2 separate regions of the Gossypium hirsutum genome follow, and region 1 is linked to region 2. Evidence: chromatin contacts called from public Hi-C data. All regions are on one chromosome and are shown on one strand. Each heading gives the region's core, a stretch centred on a gene start, on an enhancer-like site or on the middle of the called end of the contact. The rest is flanking DNA. Distances are from core to core; before and after follow the strand shown.

Region 1 (4,312 bases), core at 835-3,334, 480 kb before region 2:
GGTTATGTTATTGGTTATGAATGCTTGTTGATTTAATTGAGATGTGTTGGTACGATGATAACTAAGGTCCTAATGTGAGAAATGGAAGTAAACTTATAATTCTTAATGTATGAGAATTTGTAGGCTTGGGCTTGACAAAGTATAGTGTTTTGTGTATGTACTAGTCGAGATGATAGTGTCATGATCATGACTTGTTTTATTGTGTCTAAGTACTCAATTATGCCATGTTAAGTGCCTTTAAAGTTATGTATGTGTTTGAGTATATAAGGGTGGCAAATGACTTGGAAAATAGCCTCAAAATTGTCCATATGGGTAGACACACAAGCATATGTCTAGGTCGTGTGTGACACACGGCCTGCTCCACGGGCGTGTGATCCAGCCGTGTATCCTTTGTACCTTAGTTTTGAGAAACAGAATCCCAGTAGTAAGCACACGGGCATGAGACACGGCCGTGTGAGAGACACGACCATAGGACATGGGCATGTGGCCAGGCCGAAAATTAAATTTGTCACACGGCCTAGCACACGGGCGTGTGACTTGGCTGTGTGACCCTATTTTGTTGATGACGTCATAAACAGAGAGTTACACAGGCTGTGGACACGAACGTGTCCCAAGCCACATAGGCGTGTGTGACCACACGGCCTACCCACACGGCCTACCCACACGGGCATGTGACCCTCCAAAGCATGAAAATTTTCTAAGTGTTGTAAAAATTTTGAAAGTTCTCAGTTTAGTCCCAAACCACTCTCAATATATGTTTTGGGCCTCGTAGGCTCGTAATAGAGATGATATGAATGTATATGAAAATTTTTAAATTTGAGTGAAAATTTATTTCACGGTTCTGAATGTTTGATTGAGTTTAAGTCCGGTAATGTCTCGTACCCTGTTCCAGCATCGGATATGGGTAAGGGGTGTTATAGAAAGCATATAAAAAATGATCCAAAAATTTTCGTACGAATACTAGACCAAAATATGACTGAAACTTATAAGTATTAACATGAATTAAACCTAAATGAATGAAACAATTATTTGCACAGAACATTCATAATATAAAAAACTAATCAACTCACAAAAAAATATTTGTATTGTTATAAAATAAAGAGAGATAGAGAGAGTAAAGAATAAAGAAAATATGAGAAGCAATAGAGAATGTATTTTATTGATCAATGGAATTATTACAATAGTTCTCCAAAGTATCTATTTATAGGCATAATAAATATAAATGAAGTAGAGATCTAATTCTAATGACTATTAGAATTTAAAGTACATCAAAACTTATCTTGATCTTGATGGACAACCACTTAATAAGATATTATATATTTTTAAAAAAATGAAAAAAAACTCTTTAAAATTTAAATTTGAAATAAAAATAAAAATAAAAATAATCTTTTAAAAATATTTTAAAATATAAAAAATTTCAAAATTTATTGTTATCTAAACCGGGCTAAATTGCTTGGATCAAGAATTAGGGATATTAGTCCAATGAGAGGTAAAAACTAGTTGACCCTAAGAATTGGTATAGACTGGTTGAATCGGGCTAAAAAACTAGTTAAATTAGCAGTTGAACCAATTTTTATGAATTTTTAATATTTTATTTGCTTTGAACTGGTCGTTTCAAAAATCAATTGGTAGATCAATTCAAAATTGATTCAACTACCAGATCAATTGATTTTTTTAGCTCGATTCAAGCTGTCCGTACAAATTCGTGTGTCAACTAATTTTTATCTCTTGTCGAACCGATGCCCTAGTCAATTCTCGTTCTAAATGGTCTGTGTTATCCAGCCTAAAAAAATTAAATTTTAGAATTTTTTTATATATATTTTATATATATATTATATATTTTTTGAGTTTGAAAGACTTTTTTATTTTTTCATAAAGTTTTATTTAAAAAATATATAATCTTTATATTTTTTATTTAAAATATGAAAAAAATATTAATTTAATTTTTTTAATAGCTTTAAAGAGAAAAAAACTGAATATTTAAAGCTAAGAAATAAATTTACCAAAAATTTTAAATAAAATAAATATAAATATTTAATATCTCAAAATTAAAGAATATGTTAACTTTCAAAAGAGTAGAATAACAATTCAGATATTGAAATTATTTATAAAAGTGAGATAAAATAAAAAAGCAGATGGGATAATCTTGTAAAAGGGCAGAGGATTTGTGTCTACCGGATGGAGGAGGCGCCAGATCTTTTAGTTTCAACTATGAATTTTCATAAAAAGAAGGCATAATGGAGCTTTCCGTCCTTTTTTTTGCGTTAGTTTCGAGGATGCGGTTCATTTGTTTCTTAAACACTAGATTATGTCATTGGTATTTGGTGCTAATGGTGCAGCAGGGCACTCTATGGCAATTGATCGTCGTTATCTGACGTCCACTTTGGACAATTCCCACCACAAAAATCTAAAGCACAATTTCCTCGCTTCTTTATCTACATATAATATACATACCCAGTTGACTCAAAAGAGGAGAAAGAAAAGACATGGGTGTTGTAATCATTGACGGATCGACGGTGAGAGCCTTCGTGACTGACGACCAACAGTTCACGAAGAGCGTGGATGAGCGTTTCGCAGCTCTTGACCTCAACAACGACGGTGTCCTCTCCAGGTCCGAGCTTCGCAAGGCCTTCGAGTCTCTGCGTCTCCTGGAGTCCCACTTCGGTGTCGACGTCGCCACTCCCCCCGACGAGCTCACTCAGCTTTACAACTCCATTTTCGAGAGGTTTGATTGCGATGGCAGCGGCACCGTTGACCTCCAGGAGTTCAGATCTGAGATGAAGAAGATTCTGCTTGCTATTGCTGATGGATTGGGATCTTGCCCTATCCAGATGGTTCTTGAGGATGATGACCAAAGTTTTCTGAAGAAAGCTGCTGATCTTGAGGCTGCTAAGCTCGATCCAAACCATGCTCAAGCCTCCTGAATGATGCTCCCAGGTTGCTGAACTTGAATTTATGCTTTTGTATTTTCTTATCTTTTGCAGCTACTTTAGCTTGTTGGTATTTGGATCCATCCAAGTATATATGAATAAAAGGGTTAACGCTACGTTTAGCCCTCGAGCTTTAGGCGAATGTGAAATGCGTACTTAAACTTGAATTTCATGATACATTTCATCCAACCCTTAATTCGGTTAAAAGTATGAACTTATATGGGTAGCGTAAGGTTGAGTTGTTGAGATTCTGAAGGTATAAGTGTGAGTCCCACTACCATGTGTTTGGTTTTTCTTCCATATTTTCTTTGGATTTAAGTACTACTTTGATTTTCAGTCTATAAACTCTATACATACACTTTAAACTAAATTGATTCAAATGCCTATTTTCCAAATGTATATGAATGAAAATTGTACTTGTAAACCCCTTCAAAATATATACATGTTTGCTGGGTTTTTGGGAAGAAATTAAAAAATATATTCATTTAATCCCAGAAGTAGGGAAGAGAGAAATGAAACATATAAACAGTAAAGAAGAATGAAGGTGTACACAATGTGACAAAAACTTGCATTCACTTTTCTCTCTGATTGAATTTGGTATTAGATTCTGTGTATTTTTCCTTTGTTTTTGGTTGGAAGCATTTGTCTTCTTATGTTGTATTGATGAGTGATTGAGAATGATTAATTGGAGCGGATTCTGGTGATGTGTACCAGGATCTTCATTGCTATTGTTTTTTGGGCTCTTAGGAGTCTGTCTATATCTCATCCTTTTAATTAGCTTCAAAATTTATCCCTCAATTATTTTAATGAAATATAACTGTCTGCATGATAATATATATGCTTCATCTTTTTTCTTTTTTGAACTTTTATCAACATTTTATATATTTTTTTAATTTTAAATATTTTATAATTTTTAATTATTTATTAATGTGATATATATAAGGTAAAGAGTGTCATTTCAGCTATGAGGGTATGTCGACTACGGTATAGATTGCTACACCACCATCATTAATCAACCTTTTTTGAAATATTAAGGGTCAAATTTAGTTTAAAAATACAAAAATTAAATTAATAAAATATATAAACATTTAGGGTTAAATTTAATATTATCAAACGAAATATTGATTATTCAACGCGAACATGTAAGTTAGTTACTATGGAGCAATTGAACAAATAACCATTTTTAATATTTTTTAAAATTTGGCTTATATGTCAAAAAAATATTTGAATATTAAAAAATTAATTAAATTTTTGTATTAAATTCGCATTCAATTGAGTCATTGTTGTTAATTAAAATAATCAATTAAGTCTTTTGTTGATAGAATCCATAGTTGATCACGATGATCATTTAAAAAAAAACAACGTACAAATATATGATAACA
Region 2 (4,335 bases), core at 843-3,342:
TATCCTTCACGGTATCCCCCATGATTACTTCTTCCTTGTCCATCACTGCTACTAGATCTACCTTCACTAACGAATAACTTGCTTTGCAAGACTTACTCCAAATTTCCAGTATCTTCATTTTGCTTTATTTTTTGCTTATGGGCTTGGAGAGAACCCACAAGTTCATTGATAAATATTTGTGACAAACCTTTTGATTTTTTTATGGAGAGAACCACATGATCAAATTTACGTGTCAACTATTGCAAATTCTTTTCCATTATCCTGAAATCATCAAGAATTTCTCCATTTCATTCACCAACTCTTTCACTCAAGTAATGTAGTTATCAACGCTCTCTGAACTTTTCATTTTTAACATCTTAAATTCAAATCTAAGTGATTCTAGACGTACCTTTTTCCTTTTTGACTCCTTAAAGGGATTTTTGCAAAATAACCCATATTTCTTTGATGCTTCCCATCTGAAACTTTTTCAAAGGTTCATTCATTAACTCATTAAAAATTAAAACATAACTCCTTAACCTTTTTTCGATCTTCCTTCAATGTTCTTTTCTCTTCATTTGTTAAATTTGCTTCAACATTTTCTATCTCGACATATCTTTTTTCAACAATATCTAACAATCTTGAGATCCAAAGAAAACCTTCATTTGAATAATCCAATTACCATAGTTTGTCTTCGTTAATTTTGAAAATTGTGATTGAATTATATTCACCATCATGAAGTGAGCACAAATCTAACTTGGGTAACACTCATTAGAAGTGTAGTGGACACTAAAACCAAAATAATTTCAGTACTCAATAAAATAAGTCATTACAACAAAACTAATATATAAACTTTCCTTTGTTTACTAGTTGTTGCTAGTATTGTTCTTTATTCTCAATTCTCGCCCACTTACTCTACCACACACACTTCTATTTTTCACTCTTTTATTATTATTATTATTTTACTTATACACACTCAACACACACTACACTTACATGTTTATATGCTTAATAAGCCGCCTAAAACCCTTTCAACAAATCTAATTTGCTATAGTTTTTATTCACTAATATTATTTATTTATAAATAATGTTTCAATTAAGTTCATGCCACATTTCCTAACTTCATGCCACCTTGTTTTTTCCCATTAATTGTCAACTTAAAACCATCATACTTTTGTCACTTTACAAGCCAACTCATAATCTTATCCCCATGCTTTATCAACTTAAAGTCGGTTTGACTCAACAATAAGATCTTGCTATTGCAAGTTTCATTAAAGCTTTTTACCATTTTCAACCAAGGTTAATGTATGAAGGATGCATTATAACAAAAAAGATTGGATTCTTGGATTTGAAAACACTAGCTCTTTGAAGAGCTTTATCATATTCGCTAGAAAAAGTTCTTAGAACCCTAAAAAGATTGTTTAATAATGATTTTATAATTTTTAAATAATTTTTATTATTGGAAATTTTTTATGATTTTTATAATATTTCTAGAAATTTTATTAATATTCTTTTTATAAATTTTGATTATTTTTTAATTTTTTTGCTTTAAATATTTTTTAAAATTATTTTTAGAATTATTGTTAAGAAAAATATTAAAATTGTCAAGATGATGGTTTAGCTATAGTTTTAGAACAATGATATTTGAACTAGATCGGCTTAGACCAAAAACTAGTCAGGGTACCAATCAGGAGAATAATATTGGACCAATTGAACCAAAAATCGAAACAGATGGTTGAATCAACTAAAAGCCGGTTGAAGCGGTGATTGAACCTTATTTTTACTTTTTATGAACTTTTAATAATTTTTTAATTGAACCAATCGAATTGGTAACCTGATTGGTTCGACTACTAGTTCGGTTCTAAAAATATTGGTTTAGAAGCTAAATTAGCTATTAACTCATAAATTAACATACATCTTTTTAACGGAAGTTATAAGACGAGTGATCAAAATATAATAACTCAATAACTGGAGTGACCATCATGTAACTTTGGAAGTTGAGTGACTGAAACATAATTTTAAATACAATTTAGGGACGGTTGGTATACTTTACCCAAGAAAGTAAAACGACACCCACGTGTGCGGACCATACTTAAAAAGCCGGAAACCCTAATCAAAATGTCACCTTTTATGAATAAGATTTATAAGAGAATGGCCTTTGTTCTAATTTCCTCATTCCGCTCACATCTCTTTCAGGCGCACTTCGGTTCTCTCTGTTTGCAGCATCTATCATAGCTATGGCGACAGCCATTGCAGCCCCTGCCACCGCCTCACTGCAAGACCCAACCAAGTCTCACCCTGACGTCAAGCTCTTCAATCGCTGGAGCTTCGAGGAAGTTCAAGTATTTCTTTTTCTTTTTCCATCTTTTGCCTCTCTATGCATACATTTCTTTTTTCATTCTCTTGGCTTTGTTTTTTCTAGATTATATATGAAATGTTCCGTTTTAGCATGTTCTCTACTTTTTTGGTCTTTTCAAGTCGAGTGGATCTACTAGGACTAGTTAATTGTATACAGGGATTCTGTTTCCATAGAGAATCGTTCATGTTGTTTTTAACTTGATATTATTTGTTAGATCATCTTGTTGTGACTGAACATCTATATTGTTGTTCTCTGATTTGAAGATTTTACTTGTTGTCTTTGATGTTACTGATATTCAGATTGACAATTTATGTTAATCCTAATTGTTTGTCTTCATGTTTGTAAGAAATTGGTTAATTTTAGGTTAGATTATTTGGATAAGATGATCGTGTTAGATTGTCTTTCGAATGCTTAAAGACTCCTGAAGATTCGAAAGAATTAGATTCCTCAACTTGCCGTTCCCTTTGATAACTACAATTGTTAGCCCTGGTCCTTGATGTGAATGATTTATCTATTTTAGGTTTCTGATTTATCTATTTTAGGTTTCTGATATCTCTTTGAGTGACTACATTGGTGTTCAACCTTCCAAGCATGCAACCTATGTGCCACACACTGCTGGGAGGTACTCAGTTAAGCGTTTTAGAAAGGCTCAGTGCCCCATTGTTGAGAGGCTTACAAACTCATTGATGATGCATGGCCGAAACAATGGAAAGAAACTTATGGCAGTCAGGATTGTGAAGCATGCTATGGAAATTATTTATCTCCTGACTGATCAGAACCCAATTCAAGTCATTGTTGATGCCATTATCAACAGGTGGCCTATATGACCTTTAAGAATTTCCTTTTTCAAATGTATCACTAGCTGACTTTAATCTTTAAAGTAGCAGATGATGTTAATTAAAACATCTTCCGATTCTGGGTTATCTTTGTTGGATCAATCTTTGATAATCTTTGTTGATTTTTTGTTGATATAACAGTGGACCTCGTGAAGATGCTACTCGTATTGGTTCTGCTGGTGTTGTGAGGCGTCAAGCTGTTGATATTTCTCCTCTTCGTCGAGTGAATCAGGCCATCTATCTCCTCACCACTGGTGCTCGTGAGTCTGCATTCAGAAACAGTAAAACTATCGCTGAATGTTTAGCTGATGAGCTTATTAACGCAGCAAAGGGATCATCTAACAGGTAAATAACAGCCTTTGAACTCCCATGTTTGAACCTTATTTTGCTTTGAAACTAGAACTGTCCTTATTGCAAATCCCATTTATTTACCACTGCTTGCTTCATCATTCTCACGTTGTTTGTGCAGCTATGCCATCAAGAAGAAGGACGAAATTGAGAGAGTTGCCAAGGCCAATCGTTGAGGAATTGGTAGGAGTTCGCATAAACCATGGCGGTGGACACTTTTGTTTTTTCATTCAGTACTTTATAAGTTACCTATTTTATGTTCCAGACATAATATGAATGTTCCGTTATTTAAGTTGAGATGTTATTGAAGAAAGCATATCCTGTTTTGGTTACATATGCTGTACTTATTTTGCCATCGTTTGAAGCTGTTGATTTCATCTTTGCTGCAAACAAAGAGATGAGAGTGCTTGATGTGGTAGTTTTCACCACATTAAATCGCCCTGCCTGGTGCCAATAATTAGTACTTAAAAAAGAGACAATTAAAGGAAGAAATCAAATTGAGTTTTTCCAATTATTGAGCAGATGAAATTATGTTGTTATGAATTTCTAACCCAGCCAATAGAAACAAAGAAAAAATATTAATTGGAGCAATTGTACAAACTTGTGTTTGAAGTTAAATACAAAGGCCATAACACTATTGAAATCAAGCCTTTCAACCTGCATTAACAATGGAAGAGACTGCAGTTCATCAACGTCAAATTTTATATGTTTTATGAACATAAATCTCTCAATCTACAGATAATGAAAGATGATTTTTTTTTGAACTCTATACTACAAAAGTTGATTTAATAATCCCCGTCCTAATACTGCTGATCT

What was found. Hi-C and Micro-C count contacts between places; a contact is called where the count stands out from the background.
Region 1: a contact with region 2 is called in a Hi-C map of leaf, with 2.4 times the contacts expected there. The contact joins the promoter of LOC107948614 here to the promoter of LOC107948512 in region 2. A contact is called at or near these places in 3 of 34 Hi-C or Micro-C datasets (all in leaf).

The regions. Positions count from the first base shown.
Region 1 is chrA04:20,673,829-20,678,140 of Gossypium_hirsutum_v2.1, reverse strand. LOC107948614 reads left to right here and starts at 2,084. Exons shown (of 1, transcript XM_016883230.2): 1 at 2,084-3,072. The coding sequence starts at 2,487. The coding sequence ends at 2,924.
Region 2 is chrA04:20,197,436-20,201,770 of Gossypium_hirsutum_v2.1, reverse strand. LOC107948512 (40S ribosomal protein S5) reads left to right here and starts at 2,092. Exons shown (of 4, transcript XM_016883091.2): 1 at 2,092-2,318; 2 at 2,878-3,149; 3 at 3,313-3,516; 4 at 3,641-3,851. The coding sequence starts at 2,214. The coding sequence ends at 3,695.